Regions from separate parts of the Arachis hypogaea genome. Here region 1 is linked to region 2. The links are chromatin contacts, called in public Hi-C maps. All regions are on one chromosome and are shown on one strand. Each heading gives the region's core, a stretch centred on a gene start, on an enhancer-like site or on the middle of the called end of the contact. The rest is flanking DNA. Distances are from core to core; before and after follow the strand shown.

Region 1 (5,299 bases), core at 1,432-3,931, 46 kb after region 2:
CTCTCGAGTCTTTGTGTTTGCCCAGAAGAATTTTGTCCTCATCCCTATTTTCACAGAGAAAATTTCTCATCTTCAAATCTTCATTTAGAGCTGTTCCCGCAAAATTTTGTCATTCTTTCTCTTAACACTCCAAAATTTAATTAATGTTAATTATAATTAGTAATTTTTAATCATCCTCAAATCTTCTATTCAAAAATTAGATATCAAATTATAAACACTATAAAATTGGCCACTGAGAATTATTTTTAAAAATCTATTGGTCACATGTTGGTTTCTCTGTCCATTGTGGCATGCTACTTGTGGCACCCTAGTCGTTCCAATAAGAAACTTATCTTAATTAAGCTATCACCAAGAGCATATAATAAGATTCAGATACATAATATTTATCAGAGCATCTATGTGGTTTCAGAATTGATTAGGGGACAAAGTATCAAACACCATGGCCATAGTGATTCTGTTGCGTGTATTTAAGTAGCAAATCTTCCTTCCTAGTGATTATATGTCTATAATAGACATGCATAGTTGTAATTTACACATTTCCTCAAACTTTCCTCGTGCTGATTTTTGTATGAATATTACTACAATGATGATCTTCTTCTGTCGTTTCTTACATTATTATTATTATTATTATTATTATTATTATTATTATTCACAGTATCATCTAATCTGAGAGACTAAAAACTAATTTATTATGGATTTGATTTCTATTTAAGAATTTGTAACTAATTTATTATATTAATTTTTTTTAATTTGAAGTATTTATTGCCCTTAGGATATAAACTTGACTGAAATGTGACAAAATAAATACTATTTTGCCTCGTTCTTTTTAGGAAAAGTATTTAAAGGTGAGAGATCATACTTTACCTTCTAAAGTAAAAATTCAAAATTTAAAAGATCCAAATTCATTCAAATCATACTTAAGATAAAAGTAATCCACACTAAAACAAAAATCAATATAGTAATAAGAAACAACACAATAAAATTATACTATACAAACCCAAAAACAAAAAGTTATAGTATCAACAATGGCCAACTCTAAACCTCTAAATGAAAATCTAATTCGCTACGAATTGAGAAATATCATAAACAAAAAAAAAATATCATACCTACTACTTTTTTGATAATAAACAAAACTCTTGTTGGTTATCTATACTTTTCCTTTCTCTTATATTTTTTCTTGTTTTTACCTATGAATTAAATGGTGAAAGATCATACTTTATTTTTTAAAGTAAAATTTAAAATTTAGAGGATTCAAATCCGATTGAAATAGTTAGAAATGACAAAATGGTTAAGTTTCCTGGTTTTGTTAAAGATTTATTGATAAAAATCGTTGTTTTTGGTCCCGAAAAAAATAACTGAGATTCTATCTATTTCTGGGTACAATGATGTTTTCTGTCATGGGTTTCGTACAATGTTATCTGCATATCATATCAAAGCGGAATCCCAACAAGCCCAAAGTGTAGATGCAGCAGCAGCCCATGATATCTTTTCATTTACGGCCCGAAAACATATTTCTTTTTCATTTATCGTTAATAAATGCAACTGTCAGTCCAAGAAAAAAAAAACAAATGCAACTCTTGGTCTAATTTTTGTTTGTAAACTTTTCGTCAATAATTTTTGTTGTATGAGATATTGAAATTTAAAAGTAGGAAAAAAACTAAAAGTTATCTTATTATAGAAAAATGATCACGTATTCCTGTAAGGTTTGTTTGGATGTTGAAAAGAAAATAAGAAGAAAGAAAATGGAAAGAAAAGTTGAGTTATTTGTGTGTTGTTTGGATGAACAAAAAATAAATGGAAAGAAATTAAAGAGAAAATTTTTTTTTGTTTGGATGGAAAGAAAAATGAGAAGAAAGAAAATCATAATAGTATAAAATTACATTAATACCCTTATCATAAAATAAAGTATAAGTGTTTTTATTTATTCATGTTTTATTATATTTTATAAATATTATAAAATATTATAATTTTATATATTTGATTTAAATTATTTATCTAATACATATAATATTTAAATATAAATTTTTATTATAATAATATATTAAAACTAAATTTATATTAATATTTGTTAATAATAATATAACTAAGGGTAGTATTGCAAATACAAAAATATAGTACTTTTCTTCTTGTTTTCTTACTTGTGATGGAAAGAAAATTTTTTTAGTGGGATCCATATAAAAAATTTTTTTCCTTCCTATTTTCTTTCATAACCTAACAAAATAAAATATCATTTTTCATCCATTTTTTTTTTTCATCCATTTTTTTTCCACTCATTTTCTATCAAACCAAACATAGTGTAAAAGAGTGGAATATGATACTCTATATACGAACCCATAGCCAAGTATAAATTTAACGGTAACCACTAAATTAACCTTGGCTACAATGTGATTTGTCACAACTGACCCGCTGAGAAATAAAATCGTTGGGTCGTGGCTAAAAATGGTTGAATAAAAAGTGCACTTGCAGGCTGCAGCTGTGTGAATGTGACTTATTCTATTTTATGCAAACCCAATTAAATGGTATTTGTTGTCTGCTGCGTATAGCTATGTTTGATAAAAATTTATTATCAACTTCCACTATTAAAAATAAGTTTCTTTTTGTTAATAGAATTGCCTCTAATACAATAATGCAAATGGCTTATTTTTTATCTTTTAAATACACATATTGATTAATAAAAATATGCAAAAATCCTTAATAAAATAAATTAACACTTGATTTTTCAATTTTTTTTTAAAATACATCAATTTTGCATCATTCGTCGAATTTGATGGCACGTAAATGCATCCGTCGAACTGAAAGGGAAGATGGCAAATTTTTTTTAAGATTAAGACACGTATGATAAAAACACGAAGCGCAATCGAGCTTCCACAATTTTCCGGAGAGCTCCACGTGTAACCAGATATCCAAACGATCCTTCCAGAATGTTTGCTTTACCACTCTCGAACTTTCCTTACTCCTTTCCACTTTCTCATAATCTCATTATATAAGCAATAAACCCATCCAAAAAACTTTCGAACTCGATTTCTGAGAGAGCAAAAAGAACCCACATAAAAATTCCTGTTCGGAGTGATAATTTGTAAAGATGGCGAGTATTGTTGACTCGTTCAATCTGTTCAATTTGCCAGAGGCAGTGGAAAAAATGTTGTTCCCTACTCATCATAGCCATGACCATGACCACGCTCGAGAGGGCAGGGTAGTATCAAACATTCCAGTGGATATTTTGGACAATCCCAAAGAGTATGTGTTCTTCATGGATGTTCCGGGTCTCTCCAAATCTGAAATTCAGGTACTTATGTTCTTCATAGATGTCATTGATTTCTTAAGAGGCGTTAATAATGAAATGTTAGTTAGGTTTGGATAAATTAAAAAATTGATGCGATTTGTGTTTTCAATTTTTAAAAGTTAGAAGTATTTTTAAAGAAAGTTTTTCAAAAGTTAATTTAAGTTTAAATCAACATTAAAAGATTTAATATAATTTTATATATTAAAAAATATTGTAAACAATAATATAATATTATTTTTATATTAATATTTATTATAATATTTTTAAATTTAATTTTATGATAGCACAATTTTATAATTTTATAATATTAATTTATTTTTCAACTAACTGAGCAATGCAGGTAACCGTGGAAGATGAGAACGCACTTGTTATTAGGAGCAACGGGAAAAGGAAACGTGAAGACGGTGACGACGAAGGCTGCAAGTACCTAAGGCTGGAGAGGAGAGCACCACACAAATTGCAAAGGAAGTTTCGTCTGCCTGAGAACGCTAACCCCTCCGCTATCACAGCCAAGTGTGAGAACGGGGTTCTTACTGTTACTGTTGAGAAACACCCTCCACCAACGAAATCTAAAACAGTTGAAATTGCCATTGCTTGAAGAATAGGTGGTAGATGCAGAAGCTTGGACTTGGAATATTTTGTTTATTGATTGTTCTTACTCCTTTCCCCTCTCTAGGGTGCTTTTAGGTTTGTTCTTATGGTTTGCATAGTTGGCAGTGACGCTAGTATTTATGTACTGGTTTCCACGTAATGAAAATGTTAATGAAATTATGACGCTAGTATAAAACTAAGTCTAAAATCAATTCATTTTATAGAATTAACGAATAACGATACACAAAATTTCGATATGACGTTACAAAAGCATAGCATGCAAAACTGGTATTGTGGTCTATGTGTGCTAACGACGCTGCCAAGCATCAATGTAAGCATCAATGTAAAATCAGAACAATGCAATGAGTCTATTTTTTACTCTTTTTGGACTTGTGTTTTTTTCCGGCGGGTTTTTCCCGTGTCCTGTGACTCTCGTCACCATCCTCTTCCATTAGATGCTCATAATCTTCGTAACTTGCAAACGGAGATGCCTTTTCACTCTTGCGTTTTCGTTTTTGTTTTCTTTTGTCGACTTCATCCTCATCAAAATCAACATCTGAGGCATCGTCAATATCTCCGATCTCAATGTCGTCGTTGTCGTCGTCGTCGTCATCGTCATCAATCGTGGCGTCGTCGTCATCATCAATGGCATCGTCAGCCTCTCCTCCTGACATATCCGACGGTATATCGGCATCACCAATCAAGTCATCGTCTTCCTCTTCAGCGACATTGTCTAAATCATCATAATCATAACTGTCCGGTTCAGCAGTATCCAAGAGATTCTCGATCTCTTCATTATCGCTCTCATCCCCACCTTCAACCTCCTCGTCATCGTCAAAGAAGTCAGCATCCTCATCATCAGCTGACTTCTTTTTCTTCTTCTTCTTCGGTTTAGAGCTCATTTTGTTTGTATAGAATTTGTGGAAGACGAGATCTTCTGGGGGCACATCTTCTTCGGCGAGTGAAAGAATTTCTTTGCCAATCAAGTGGTTGTTAATGTCCATCTGCAAAACAGAGTTCAGAAGTTTTTTCCGGAGAGAAACTATAGGAGATAGGGAATCAACTTAGATAGTCACCGTAAGTTAACTTTTTCTTTTTTTAATTTTAATTTTTTTTTAAGGTAGACTTACTTGTAGTTGACATGAGAAGTTGATATTTGAAAACTGTATGATGATTTATCAGATTTAACTAAATTGTTATCTATTCTCGACTATCAACTTTACATGAAGACAATTGTATCCAAATTTTCCAATTTTTGGTAGATTTAGGAATTAGAGGGTGTAATTTAAAATTTAAGATTAAAAATTTATGATTTAAAGTCTAAAATTTAAAATAAATAAAATAAATTTTAAAGAAAAATAGCTGATAATAGTTGAAAAAACAAATTGGTTTCTTAGCATTGCTCTTTCAAAACAAAAATTACCA
Region 2 (5,498 bases), core at 1,787-4,286:
GTGTGGAAATATTTGGTGACATTGTCACTCCCTTGTTGAATTTCTCTAACTTTTAGAGTAAGTTCATAAATATGGGATTTATTCCCAAGATCAGAGTACATCTCCTTGACACTATCCCACAATTCTTTGGCAGTGGTATAGTACATATAGTTACTACTGATATCCTCCTCCATTGAGTTCACCAGCCATGTCATCACCATAGAATTTTCGGTATCCCACACATTATATTGTTTGTCAGTAACGTTAGGTTGGCTTCGCTCACCGATGAGATATCCAATCTTCCCTCTTCCACGAATGTACATCTGAACTGAATGGGAGTCACCACTAACTAGTACCCGTTGCTCAGATTTTCAATCTGATGGAGTAGGAGTGATATTCTCCTTTTGTTCATGATTAATGACTGAGGAACTGTTAGCCATATCTATAAATCAGAGGCACAGTGTAGAAATTCTGCTCTGATACCAACTTGAAGTATCTGAATATTATGCATATTCAAATGTACAGGAAATCATCTCTTTATAGAGGAATTACAAAAATAGAAATAACTAGAAAATGGGAAAAATACTAGCCTAAAATAAGGAAAGATTTCTAATCATAAAATCCCTAAAAATAAGCTAAACTAAAATCGAAAAGGATATTATAATTAAATCTATTTACAAAAAAGATTCATGAAATAAATTAGGAATCTGATTTTGATTTGATCTAGTCAATATCCATTAATTTCAATTTTATTTTTTCACATGTTATTTAAATACAAGTGCTTCATGAAATATTTTTTCTCTTGCGGGTACCTTAACCGCTGTCTTGAAGTTGACGTGAAGACGTTTCAAGCACCTCCACTACCATCTCCGACCTCTTTCGTCTAGACTGAAGAGGTCGGAGATGGTAGTGAGGGTGCTTGAAGTGTCGTCAATCCAACCCATTTACACACAACAGAAACGTGTATTTCATAAGAACAAAAAAAGTGTATTTTAATTATTGATTTCTTGTTAAAAACACGTTTTTTGATGAAAATATGTGTCTAATCGATCATATAATTCTTTTTTTATAATAACATACTTATATATTACAAAATTTACCAATGTAAAATTATCATTAAAAAATTATATAATTAAAACTAAAATCTTAAAATTTTTTATAATAGCACTTGTATTTAAATGATATGTGAAAAAATAGAATTGAAATTAGTGCATCCAAGATATTGAAAAATTTTAAATTTAAAAAAAAAATGAGAAAAAAACTAGTGAAGAGACTAGTTTAGTGCACGACATTTAATTTTAGAGACTAAAACGAGTCACTTAATGTAAAGCGATGGACTAATTTGGTGCATCTACAATGATAACATAATGGATGACACATGGACGAATACTATTGCAACACGTGGCACAAATAGACACATTGTCAAATAACATTGTGACAAGTGGCATAATCATCCACATCAGCATGTCACGTGTCACTGGTCAACACATAATCACACTATTATATGTGGCCAAATCATGGAGTGACACGTGTCACTAACAGCCCACGTCATCAAACTATGTCATCATATTGTTAATCAGAGACCATTTTAAAATTTAACTCAATCTTTTTGTTTTGTCTATTAAACTCATTTGGTACACCTAATACCATAGAGTATGATAGTATAAGGCCCAATAGTATAAGAAAGAACTATCAATCTATCATGCAACTTGTAAAAAAAATAAAATAAAAAATTAGTCACATGTGTTAGAATAAAAAGTAGATATTAAAAATATCTAAAAGTAAAGTGGTTTTTTTTTTAAATAAGTTAAATGTTAGACTCTTCACAATCAACAAAAGTTTAGTCAAATTTTCATTTTATTTATGATAAAAAAATATTTAAAATTTAAAATGAAATTTTATCACACTATAATTAAACAAATTATATTATACAAAGTATTAGATAGTGCAACAAAGAGTGAACATAAATATAAATTCGTGTGATATAGACCATTGAGCGACTACATATGTACGAATAAAATAAATAATAAATATATAAAAAAAAAGTTGAATTAGTGTCTATTGTAGAGAAGATGGTATCTCATCACAAGAAATTTGGATATGTAATAAGAAGATTGATAGAATATCTGATTAAGAAGGTGGATGAGATGGAAAGTAAACAAGAAAAATGATAAAACAAAATCCAAAAAAATAATATAAGAGGTGGTCAAAAAAATATACATGTAAACAATTTTACTATAAACATGATAAATGATAAGACATAATAACATCATTTAATCTATATAACTTATCCCATCTAATGAGATAAGACTTTATTATTATTTTTATAGCATAAAAAATATAAAATAAAAATAAAAATATTATGTGTGATGCATATTTTACTCAAAATTAATTTTAATCTTCACTTTTTATCCAAATTCATTTTTTTAAACAAAAATTATATTAAAGAAGATGTTATAACAAATAATACAGAAGAAGAAGATTAAAGCCGAAAAATTGGAGAGAAAATATATTAGACTATTAGTAACTTAACAAATTTAAATGACATGGATTGAATTAAAATTTATTTTGTACATTAAGCATAAAATTAAATCAAGTTAAACATACCGTAATTTAAAGCTTTTCAAAAATTAGGAGATAAGAATCATGCTTTACTTTTTATTAAATTATATGCGTCAAATTTCAATTAAGAATTCATTAAGTGGTGTAAAAATAGCACTTCAAATTTCAAATTTTTATTCGGTTTATTTTTTAATAACTCAATCATTTTCTGATCAATAAAATTTTGAAATTTAACAAATTAAAAAAAAAAAAAAACTTGTCAACCATTAAGTTCGATGTCGAATATTATCAACTCTTTTCAAGGTTTTTGGTTTTTCCCAAATTAGAAATTACTATTTAGGGCCACTTTTCTTTTTTGGTATTATTTAGGGTCACTTTTATGCATTAGCTCATACTAACGAGTTTTATTTTTGGCCCAATACCTAGGGCCGATTCTGTTGTTCACTATCTAAGGCTTAAATCTTTTCTGCATAACTCTCCTTCTATAAGATAAACTTGCTCTTCTGATTTTTTGGGCCTTTCGCCCCGTTATATATATATATGGGTATCGCACAAGTTTTTGGTAGTACAACGTTTAGTTAAAATATTTTGAGATGCTGAAATTTGAGGCTTATATTTTTAGGAATGGAAGTTGTTATCTTATCCTTATTAGTTATGGAAAAGTGAAATGTTTCAATTCAATATGGAGTTGAATTTTTTTTTTTTTTTAATTAAATCACTAAATCGAGGCCGCAAATTCGCATGAGGCAAAATGTGAATAGAAATTGGAGGCTTAGATTTTTAGCAAGGTGAGTTCAAAATGTGGGAATTAGAGGGTCTGATTTGGGGATTAATTTTTTTTTATCTAAAAATAAATTGGTGGGTCAATTTTGTAAATTAAAAAATTAATTTTAAAAATAAAAAATTGGGTAGTTAGATTTATAAATTTTAAAAAAAAATTAAATTTAAAAACATTAAATTTAAGGATTAAATTTATGAGCTATATATAATTCAGTTGGGCCAATTGCACATAGTTCATCTTTTCTTTAACTCTTTCCTTCTTTTTCAACCTTTACTACTAGTGAGAACGAGAATGGTACTGAGTAAAAAAAAAAAAATTGATGATAGAATTATGTTAAAAGTATATTATCATGATAAAATTTTATTACAAACACTGAGGGAATGAGATTTATATATGAGAATTTGTTTGATGTCGTTGTTTCTTTTACATTATCATTTGAAGAACTAAAATGTATGATTTGTGAAAGGATAAATCCTCAAATATCAAAGAAGATATCATGTATTTTTTGTAGGCATCCTATATCAGTATTTGGTTGGTTTATTACCGACGAGAAGCGACCATGCAAGAGATGTATGTTTTCAATCTATTATGAAAGCTAGATCACAAGTGTTGTTTATTGAGTTCGAACAATCTAAAGACGATCAAAATATCAAATGGAGAGACTGCAACAGTGATAGTGAGGAGAAGTTTGAAAGTAACTATGAGGATGTTGATCTAAATGAAGACGAGAATCAAGCTGATGGCATATAGAGGCAAATGTGGTAGATATGGCTAATGTACTAACAAACCAGCATCTGTTTGAGGTATAAAACCTGGTTAATTAATGCATAATTAATCCACAAATTAAAATTTATTCTAAAAAGTTAGAAATGTGATTTTTATGGTTTAATATGATAGAAAAAATTAAAACAAGAATTTCGACACTAATTTTAAAGAATTTAGTCCAAGATTGGGCCAAACGGGCCAACCGGACCCGTGTTGGACCCAAGACCCAGCCAAGTCTCATTAAACAAAAGGGTTTAGCACCCTCTTCTTCCCCACATAAGCAAAACACGTTGAAAGGGAAAGGGGGAGCATGAAACCCTTTCCCTCATTCAACTCAAACTTCATTCGATCATAACTTTTAATCCGGAGCTCCGATCGCCACACTGTTTACGACCACGCGACCACGTCGCTGAGCTTTACAAAGCCCACAACTTTATTCAAGAGGTAAGCCACGAATCCCTTCCAGATTTCTCAGCTTTGATTTTGAAATTATTAGGTTAAAATATTGAGATTTTGGACTCTTTAATGTTATAGGATCCAACTAGCTTGAAGAGAAAGCTTAATCTTGCCTCTTTGATACTTGGGTGTGGTAAGATTTCTCAACCCTAAGTCAAATTCTTGAGTTGTTGTGACTAGATATTGAGTTTATATGTGTGGATGCATATTATGTGTATTAGGCAATGTATATGTAAGTGGGTTGGAGCTTGTTAGTGATTTTGGAAGCTTGGAAGTGGATTTCAAGCTGGAAATTCTGTTGGTGAGGTGTTGAGTCTCAAAAGCTTGAGGAAAAAGTGAAATTGGAAGTGTTCCGGGTTGAGCAGGGAATTGGCCAAGGTATGATTTCGGTTTCCTGTATCTAAAATATAATGTAATGTGAAAACTTAGGATAGTGACCCTAGGATAGGAATTGAATTTGTGATGATGGTTGATTGGTTGAAATGGATAATATTGATTATGTTATTATTGGTTTTGGAGGGTTAATTGATGTTCTTGATTGATGATGCATGTGAGTTTTATATGATGATGATACTTGGTATGTATAAAGGTTGAATTAAAGTTAAAATTTATGCTTGATATGGATAATTGATCTTGTATGTTGATCATTGTGGAGTTAGAAATCTTGGTGGTGGGGTTTGATGAAAATGGAAGGTTGGTATTTGATGATGTATATTATGGATTGTGAAATTAGATTATTGAGTTAAAATTGATGAAATAGAGAATTGATGTGTTACGGAATGAATAAGGAAGTTGGAATGTGGTTGAGGTTAAATTGGTATGGTTTTGAGTGAATTAAAGAGGTTTGAAAAGTGTATGTTTGAGAATTGAGGCTTGGTTGTTTTTGTGAAAAATCATGATTTTGGCCCAACTTTGGGAGAGTATAACTTGGTCTCCGGACCTCTGATTGGTGTCA

What was found. A called contact is a pair of places that touch in the nucleus more often than the background predicts.
Region 1: a Hi-C map of an unstated tissue shows a contact between it and region 2, with 6 times the contacts expected there. The contact joins the promoter of LOC112776340 here to the enhancer-like site in region 2. A contact is called at or near these places in 2 of 8 Hi-C or Micro-C datasets (leaf and an unstated tissue).

The regions. Positions count from the first base shown.
Region 1 is chr19:21,373,681-21,378,979 of arahy.Tifrunner.gnm2.J5K5, forward strand. It overlaps LOC112776340 (17.4 kDa class III heat shock protein), which reads left to right and starts at 2,682. Exons shown (of 2, transcript XM_025820472.2): 1 at 2,682-3,286; 2 at 3,624-4,070. The coding sequence starts at 3,083. The coding sequence ends at 3,881. It overlaps LOC112776339 (protein SLOW WALKER 2), which reads right to left. Exons shown (of 17, transcript XM_025820470.3): 17 at 4,072-4,878. The coding sequence ends at 4,243.
Region 2 is chr19:21,327,510-21,333,007 of arahy.Tifrunner.gnm2.J5K5, forward strand. No RefSeq gene overlaps it. Among protein-coding and RNA genes, the nearest start is that of LOC112778303, 33 kb to the right of the region's middle. Within about 2 kb of position 3,037, at least 3 of the 3 cell types and tissues checked have open chromatin away from gene starts, as enhancers often do.